Regions from separate parts of the Rattus norvegicus genome. Here region 2 is linked to region 1. A link is a contact called in public Hi-C data. All regions are on one chromosome and are shown on one strand. Each heading gives the region's core, a stretch centred on a gene start, on an enhancer-like site or on the middle of the called end of the contact. The rest is flanking DNA. Distances are from core to core; before and after follow the strand shown.

Region 1 (4,570 bases), core at 682-3,181:
GGCCAGAGTTTGTACCCACAAAACCTGACTTCAGCACTGACATACTTAACCACTGCACTAGGGAGCTAAACAATCATTGTGTGCTGCAGAAATGACGGATGGGGTCCTTAAAATAATCTACAATAAGTAACTATGGGAATAGAAAAGAGGTGGAGATTAGCCAGGAGGCAGAGGGATTGGAATCTCAGCCACGGCTCATGAAAGAGGTGGTATTTGTGCTCATCCTTAGAAATTGGTGGCTTTAAAATGCTGGAACTGTCAGATGAGCTTTGCAGGTGGCAACCAGAGTCCCAGCAGCAACAAGCAGCAGGGGGCTTGTAGAGAAAGAGTAAATTGTCCAGCAAGACAGTTAAGGGAGAATCTTTCACAGGCGAAGAGGAGATAGTATGTTTTATATTCTGAGCATTCTAAGGTATGATTCCCTCACACGGGAGTGTATAATTGGCAGAATGTCAGAGCATATGCTGGGGTGCTAGCAAAAGTGACAGGGCTGGGAACACTTAGTGATGGGTGTTAAAGGAGGGAGTCACTCCTCTGGCATGGCTCTCGAAACTCTCCTAGGAAAGCATAACTTTTAATAAGCTGATGCTCGAAGCTGGCTCAGTTCCTCTTTTGTTTGCTTTTGTTTCTTGAGCTGAGGTCTTGCTATGCAGCCCTGACTATATTTCTACTGGCTATGTAATCTAGGCAGTTCTTAAACTCATGGAAATTCTCATGCTTCAGCCTCCAGAGTGCTGGAGTTACAGTTCAATTTTTAAGGTGAGGTGTCATTAAGTTCCAAACAGAAATGACATGGCTTAGAAAGCTCCTTAGACAAGTCATTATGTCCTCTTTCTCTAGTCCCTGCGAATATGTGCCCTGCTGGAGAAAGATAGAAGCTTGCTCCCTTAAGTTTAATGGCTTGTCATATTGCTGAAAAGACAATTTGTAAAGCAATATGGCCTCTGGTGGACTCTTTAGGACAGCCCAAGCCCCAGAGCCAGAATAATTTACACAAAGAACTACCATTTTACAAGTCCAGACAATTTTTAATAGAAGTGGAATGGGAAAACTGGTCTACCTGGGCCTTGCCTGCAACTCCCGCCTTGCTTCTAGGAAGATGCACATACTGCTGAAGGTCTCAGTGGTCATAAAATTGAAAAGTACAGTGAGGAAGAAGGACAACATGTGAGGTGACTGTCAGTGGGGAGCACAGGAAGCCTAGAATAAACATGTCAAGAGGAGATGAAATCCTGAGTGATGTGTATTATTGGCATGGGCACAGCCATGTTAAGGACCCAATGCCTCAGACATATGTCAGAATGGCAAAACCTTCCGAATACAGATCAGGCTCAGAACTGTCAGTGTGTACAAGTACAAACGTTAAATGACCGACTAGTGTGTGCAAAACAACAACAACAAAATAATCAGTAGCTGTGGCTTCCTCCTTTCTGACGCTTACAGCCTGAAATTGCTGATGCACAGACTGTCCAGACGAGCAAATCCCCCCCACTGTGCTGTTCACAATAAACTCACTGAGGTTTTGAATTGAGCACCGATAGCCCACCTGATCCTGGCTTTTCTGAACTTTCTGTACTGTGTCTGTCCTTTTTCTCAGTCCCTAGCTTCCTCAGGCAGTTTTCCATGACCATGCCACACAGGACAGGGCAGTGGTTCACACAAAGTTTGGATTCTTCATTAAGAGTAAATGTCTAATGGGAGGAGGGGTGGGAGCAGATGGTAATAAGATAACATCAAGTGCTTCCACTTCCTCTGGCTTCCTTTTCGTTGTCCTCATGGGAGTTCAAAGGGTTTTGTTTTGTTTTTGTGTTTTAACAAAGGAAGCTAGACAAAGCAAAACATAGAAATCCCTGGCACAGTGTATGTAAGCTGTGTGTAAGCAGGAGGGGAGGATGCTGTCCTTGCAGAAGGGCAGCTGGCAGTCTTCTCTGCTCTGCTTGGATCGGTGGCTAAGCAAAGGAATCAAACCAGCAAAGAGCAACAAGACTTCAGTTCTTGCGCACGAGACTGTATCAGGCAAATTAATTGGACTTCTGCTCTCAGCCAAAACCTATCTCAACTCAGAGCATGACGACATGAAAAAAGGCAGCACGCGCCAAGTTGCACATTCCATAATAAATTCTCCATCCATGCCGGGAAAAATAGATTTTTTTTTACATGCTCATTTTTCAGACATCTTGGGCATACTGAGGTGAGAGCATTAAGAAACAGCAGAACTCAGAATAGCTTAGTATTGCGTAGGAGGGTGATAAAATTATGGCACTTTGAATTGTGACAGACACTGAAGTTGTGTTTTATCACCCTGTGAAAGCATGCCTTGGGAGGTTCACTGTCTCTAACATTCTTTCTCCATACCCCCAATGTTTTCCTCACATCAATATGTACATTGTCACATATTTTACTTAAAATCTGGATGTTTTCCCTCATGTTAGCTTGCCACAGAGTCACACGAGCCTTGTTGCTCAGGGATGACTGACTCCTTGTCCCTGATCACTGTGCTAACCTCTCTGGTTACAGGACCAATACTAGAGACACCTCTCACTTTATACTTATCCATGGGCCTTCTCCTTCAAAGACCAGGGCCCTGTTAACTTTTTGGGGTAAACATCTTCCCCAATCTGAGACACAGAGTTCCCTGTTATCTTCTGTCTATCCACAGTTCTCAGAAACCAGGCAATATTACCCGCTGAGCTGAGAAGAAAGTACCTCACATCCCCCCACCCCTCCCAGCAACAGCAACTTGAAGCAGCTTTTGTATCGTCAACATGTGAAACAACAGTTTTATATCAAACAGGTTGTTCCTCCAGTTGCAGCCATGCGCACAAACCCTATCAATTGTGGCCATTGCAGAGAAAAGGAGACTCCCTCGAGGGACCTCACTAAAGGTTCTCTGAGGTGAAGATTGCAGTTGCCGTATGGAGAGAGATGGTGAGGATGATGGGAGGAAGACAACCATAGGAGAGCAGATGTCAGAGCTCAAGAGGCCTCTGTTACCAGCCAGAATCTGATTGGCTGAGGGACAGTGCAGATGATGGTGAGGCATCCGGGCTCGTATCTTTGATGAGACTGCCTGAACGCTCCCCAAACAGAGTTATTGTACCTCATCACAGACTGGCCGTTAGTTATGTTTCCCATTATGAATGAAGACTGCAAAGCATGAATGATGCGTTTCCTTTGCTCAGCTCCGCTGTGCTAGAGCCGACATTTCTACCAGCCTGAATCTGCACCTGTGCCTGCAGCTCTATCAATTTCAGATCTATCAATTTCCACTCCTAATTGCTTAAAACTGCCTAGTCAGGCCTGGATCATGGACTCCTTCTCAGGAAGACATCATTGTACAACCTACACAGCTAATCAGATGCTAAACTCATGAATGCTTCTTGTTATTTGACTTCCGACTAGTAAAGGAAACCCCTTAGACTTTACACCCGCTAAATTATAAAGAGGCACCTGCTAGCTAAGAGCATGGCTTTCCCACCCAGAAGCGCAAACCGTAAAGAGAGCACACAGTATTGATCTCACACTGTGTGCTTGATACCACTTTTCTTCTTAATTCTTTGATCTTTATTTTTTTAAGCAGGGGTTCCTCCTCCTGGGTTACAGTTTTCTTTTATGAAAAGTATTTCAGTCACATGGATCAAATGCTCTCGTAAATGTTGGAAATGAACATGTGCACGCAGGCAGAAATTGTCACCTGAGTCCCTTCGCAGGCCAACAGAGAGATCAGAGCATCATCCTGTCTGGGATAGGGAGCCCACCCCATCCCATCGATGAGAATTGGTCCATGGAGGAAAGGCCGAGACACTGAAGCAGAATGAGAAAGGAGTTCAAGGTAGTAAATGTGTCAATTTACTTGGACTCCCTGCAATTTAGAAGCTGATTTCAAAGAAAAATTGCTTCAGGCTTCAGGCTCCTTCTGTTGCTACCAACTGTGGCCCATTTTGACAGCTGACTGGCCACCATCTAAAACTGAGGGTTCCTAGTAGTCCTGGTGGGCCTTGATGGATCTTCAGCTGCCCAGAGCAGGAATCGTCAGCATAATTACATCTAATGGGGGCAGGTTGGGGCAGGTTACCTCTGTGTCACCACCACCTGCTTGCCCTAAGTCCCCACAGTGGATTGTCCATGTAGCTGTTGTTGTGAATCCCAAGCCAAAGCTGACATGATTCAGTACAACTTCACACCCCTCCCGCCATCTCTCACACCTCACACCAGCCTAAGCCTGCCAGCTTCCTGCTCATGCCACTCACCCACGTGACCTCTAATGCTACACCCCCAAGGACTCCACCCAGAAGGAAAATAAAGTCTGAATTTGCTGGGAGTGACCAGAGGGGGCAAGAAATCTACCCCTGACATATCAATCAGAACAGTTGCTTTTTTTTTTTTTTTTTTTTTTTTTTTTTTTTTTTTATTTCTTAGCAACCTAAATCTGGTCACTGCTTATTTAGAACTTGCTTCTTGGACTACCATGGTGAGATTGGGGACAAACGGCCATCAGATTGCTCTGCGGTGACAAAGAATACATTAATTCCGACCTAGTTTCTGCGGTATTTCCTTAAAAAGAATAATA
Region 2 (4,717 bases), core at 429-2,928, 200 kb before region 1:
AAACAAGACAGCTTAATTGTTTGTTTCTCCAAGGGAAGGAGCTAAACCGGAATTAATTTGGTTCTGTCTGTGAAACAATTCGTTTGCTCTGCCTAATTCTGCCAATTAAAGAACTTTTCCCAGACATAATTAGCATGTAAATCAGGCGTGGGTAGCGAAGAGGGAGCGTTGGCCACCAGCACGGGGTGGAGATGCGGGACGAAGAACCGATTGCCCCTGAGTCTGTCCATCTTTAGCCTAAATCTGGGTGTTAGAGAAGTCTCCGCCAAGAGAGCTTTTCCCACAAAGCCCCAGAGTTAGGAGGACGACACTTGGAGACAGCCCTCACCCAAGCCTCCAAAGCCTGAACAAGACAGTCACCTCCCATCCTCAATATTCCAGAGTCGCGCCCAGAGCCTCAGGCGCTGCGCGCGCACCTAGGGCCGCGCCCCCAACCACGGCGGATCTGTATCAGCTTTTGCTGGTCTGGGAAGGGTGGGGATAGCAGCCCCTGCTGGTAGTTTAGGAGAACAGCAGAATTGATTTTCCCATTTAATCATTCGGCCCACCCTTTCCCCAGGTGGTTTTGTTAGAGGAAAAAAGCCCAAGGGCGGGGGAGATGTTGAGGACGTTGTCACGTAGTCGTTTTTCTTTCCTGAGCACTCATGAGCAGATTTTTGCACACACAAGAACGCAAAGCAGGGAACGCGGACTTAGTGGCATCAAGCCCCAAATTGGGGAATAGGTACAATTTCTAATATGAAGCTTCTCAGCCAACCTGGGTCTGAGACTCCGATCCTCCTCCCCTCTGGCTTTTCTCCGCTGACCTAACGTGCAGTACAGATTGCTCCGGGAAATGCTCGGCCACCCGGCGTTACTTTCTTTGAAAGCTGTGGCCTCGGTGGGCACCATCTGCGAGACCTACTCTGGTAGCAGCAGCCCTGGCGCGCAGTTGTTTGCGGGGCGCAGCCGGCGCGGCCGCGAGAGCGCCGCGGCTGGGGGAGGGGACTGTGGTGCGGCCTGACTAGTTGGCACAAGCCCGTAACTGCAAGACTTCTTGCCTATTGTAAGTCCAAGCAGCGGAGAGAGGCCGTGCCTGCCATTCTTCATGCTTCATAACAATAGAACCTTGGAAATGGTTGCGATTTCCCTTTTCCAAGAAGCTGTTGGACTCCCTTTGGTATTGTTTGAGTCTTATTTCTAAAGTTTACTCATTTCTAAGAACAATCCTCACTGCGGACTTTGAAACTAAGATAGTTTAAAACAGATCGCTGTCTTTAACCACGTTCTCAGCACAGTAGTTTATGTGCTTATTTAGCGAATGTTATGACCGAGTGTGTGTAGGAACTATTTTTAACCACATCGTCTTGTATCTAATTCATCTGGGTAGGAAGAGGGTCCATCACTTCCAGAACCAACCTCCTCATACAGTAATCAGAAATAGAAAGATTCGCCGACTCTTTTTAAAACTTTTCCATTTAAGAAAATCGATGGAGAAACTCTTGTAACTCGCTCCTCACCAAGTCTATTTTTATTTATTTTTCTGATTTGGCAGGGCTCAGCAATGCTGTCTGGGATATCTTTTCTTTTTCTTCTCCCCCCCCCACTCCCCCGCTAGAGCAGCTGTGGGGGTGGGGAGACAGGGGCTGGGCTTCTCCTAGAGTCGCCCCGCTGGGACCTCCCGGGTGAGCGCCCCGGGGGAGGGAAGTTGAAGTGATAGGAAGCCCGGCTGTCGACTCGGCCCAAAGCTCCACCTGCAGCCGCACCGCAGCAGGTCTCCTCTTCCTTTGGCTTGCGCTCGCGCTCTCTGCCTCCCTCTCCCTCTCCCTCCCTCGCACACACATCACAGCTCTCCTTAGGGTCGGAGGAGACGCCAGCCCAGGGAGGCGGGGTTGCTGGAGGAGAGTCCGCTCTGCGCAATCCAGTCCGGGACTTGGCTCCGCCCGGAGCGTCGGCCTCTCCAGTGACACAGGAGTAGTGAGCCGCGCGGGGTGAGGCTGCAGCCAACTCCGCTCCCCACGCACTCGGCTGCCTAGGCGCTCGGGACGCGGCAGAGGCGCTTTTCCGCGGTGCCGACTGCCCGAGATGCCCGCCTAGGAGCGTGCGGCCGCGGCCAGCGTCGCCACACCCGGGACACTGCACTCGGGGTTGCAGAGCCGCCCAGAGCCCTGCACCTCTGCCTCAACCCCTACCCCGCCCCCCGCCCTGAAATGACTAGTTAATGGGCGCTGGCACAGCTGAGGGGACTCAGAAGTGAATCCAAGTGGAATTTGGATTTGGAAAAAGAGTTTCTTGAGCATTTACCCTGGTCCTCGCTGGTTTTCTTCCTTTTCTGTTTTCCCCCCTTTTCTTTTCAGTTTTTTTATTTTTAAAATTCTTTTTGGCCTTCCTCTCACCTCCTCTTCTGTCATTGGAGATGAACACAGCTCGCTTGCATCCCAGAAAGTAATCGCCGTGACTGTTGCCCCCAAAGAGACAAGCACACATGTAGGAATGACAAAGGCTTGCGAAGGAAAGAGCGCAGCTCAAGGCCCAGAGAGATCTTCTCGATAATGGATTACTAAATGGGATACACGCCGTGCCAGTCCGCTCCGAGCCGCGGCCGCCTGCCCGTCGATGCACCGAAAAGGTATGGCTATGGCATCCCTGGCGCCCCATCTCCTGGATCCAGGCTGGGGTGAGGGTCCCGGGGTTACCCCGGGTGCGCTTTGTAGTGCTTGTGTTTGATTCGGTCTCACGGCTCTGCCTCCTGAGCGTTGTCCCTTTCTTGGGGGAGTAGCCCCGAGTCTTGCCTTCAGCTCTTTTCAGTCCTGAACCCCAGAGACCCCGGGCTCCATGTCAGGAGCTTCCTCACCCGCGTCGCGCACACCACCGGCGCCGCCCCGGACCGAGACCGAGCGGGTGGCTGTCCTACCCAGTGGGGTGTGCGTGTGTGTGTGTGTGTGTGTGTGTGTGTGTGTGTGTGTGTATTACCCGAGTCTACGAGCTCACTCTTGGGCCAGTAAGGAGGAGAGCGGCCCTGGAGGGTGGGATTCTCTAAAGCGCCTGGTCCTGGTGGCGATTGCTGGGGAAGGGGAAAGGGTTCTGCCTTCGAGGGATAAAAAGGGTTGGGGAGTACTCGGCTTTTTGTGTCCAGCCACAGGTTTAGGCTCTGATGTGGGAGAAATGGTTGTGCGGACACGGTGGAGAGGAGATGAGGATCTTTTGTTATCAGTGCGGGGTCTGGGCTGGGCTTGGTTGAGTGCGTGAAACTTGTAATGGCCCTGAGCATCTGCGCGCCCTGTCTCTTGGTGGGATCCACTCTCCAGTCGCTGCTGGCACCAGAGGTTCCGGGCTTTGTTTGCAGGAGAAAGTGCCTAGGAGCAGTGTCTTCCTACCGCGCGGCGCCCCCGCCCTATGTCCTGTCCCCTGCCTCAGCTCCCACTCGAGCAGGGCACCATTTGTCGCAGCTGCGTCTCTCTCTCTCTCTCTCTCTCTCTCTCTCTCTCTCTCTCTCTCTCTCTCTCTCTCTCTCTCTCTCTATCTCTCTCGCACTAGCTCTCCAAGCTAGGGCTGGCCCCTGCTGCGCCCTCCTCCAAGACCTGTGCGGTCCCTCTGGAGAAAAGATGAACCCCGGGAGAGGGAAGGGTGGGGAGACCTGGTAAGAGATAGATAGCTCTGGGCTTGCCACTCTGATGTAGGCTCGGCTGGGCTGCAGATTGTGGGTGTCCTGCTTGCTGTGTCCTGGAGCTCTGCCTCTGGGGCTGTGGGGAGCCTGAAGCAAGCTGGGCAGTTCCTTCTTAGCGACCCTCGGTGGATAGTGTCACTTCCCCCCGTTTGCCGCGTTTTACTTAGCTCCCCACGGAGGGAGACAGTGTTTGAAGCAGGATCTGAGGTCTCCCGCGGGCTGTACAGAACCAGGCTACTGTCCTGGTACTGCGTGTGTCAGGGAGAGAAACCGGACCCCGACATTTTTTTCCCGCTCGCTCGCCGCTCCTTTCCCAGCGCCTCCTCCCTTTTACAGTGCAGAGCCCCTGTACCAGGCGCTTCTGGAAAGTTTCTGTGATAGCTTAAGACTCCTGGAAACAACCAGACGAGGGCTCAGCGTGTTCATTCTGACCCCGAACGACTGAGCGGACAGCTGGGATGTGAGCAGGAGCTAGACGCCTGCCCACTGGAGGGAGGATGGTACCTCCTGGCCCGCCGCACTTGCTGGACCAGGTTCTCCAGCAACTGGAGAAGGGCCGTGGCGGGGGTGGGGGGTGGGGGAGCGGTGTTGGGACGTATTAAATTCACGATGTTAGTGTGACCACAAGTGGCGGACAGAAGCTACTGTGAGGGCGCGTGTGGACACTGGCTCTAGCTCGCTGGCTCACGAGTTTCTGGCTCCAAGCGCAGCATCCCGAACCCCCTGCGCCAGGCGCAAAGCATTGCCGCTCGCACAGGGCCAGGTGTTTGTGAAGTGGAAGAAAGAGGAACGATTGGAGGCGCTGTCCTCCTAGCCTGGGCAAGCGTTTCCAGGGCAAGCGTTTCCAGGGCTGGCCTCCAGCCTGTGGAGAAGTGGGCAGTCCTGCCGGCCATTCCGCCACAGTCGGTGCAGAGCAATTGTGGCTGCCTTGAGTGTGGTGACCAAGCAAAGCCACAGAGGGATCTGTCCCTGTTTACTCTGGATGAAAATCGAGTTACTACTGAATGGAATCCTTGAAAGGCTTAAAATAGGTTGAAACCTGGACACACACACACACACACACACACACAC

What was found. Hi-C and Micro-C count contacts between places; a contact is called where the count stands out from the background.
Region 2: a contact with region 1 is called in a Hi-C map of psoas muscle, with 2.5 times the contacts expected there. The contact joins the promoter of Sema6a here to the enhancer-like site in region 1. A contact is called at or near these places in 3 of 12 Hi-C or Micro-C datasets (the A7r5 cell line, mammary epithelial cells and psoas muscle) and 1 of 1 datasets of contacts at active chromatin or transcription factors (oligodendrocytes).

Annotation. Positions count from the first base shown.
Region 1 is chr18:42,154,887-42,159,456 of GRCr8, reverse strand. It overlaps LOC134482946 (a long non-coding RNA gene), which reads right to left. Exons shown (of 2, transcript XR_010059701.1): 2 at 463-4,570. Among named protein-coding and RNA genes, the nearest start is that of Gapdhl4, 31 kb to the right of the region's middle. Within about 2 kb of position 1,931, at least 10 of the 93 cell types and tissues checked have an H3K27ac peak or open chromatin away from gene starts, as enhancers often do.
Region 2 is chr18:42,355,501-42,360,217 of GRCr8, reverse strand. Sema6a (semaphorin 6A) reads left to right here and starts at 1,678. Exons shown (of 19, transcript NM_001108430.2): 1 at 1,678-2,608.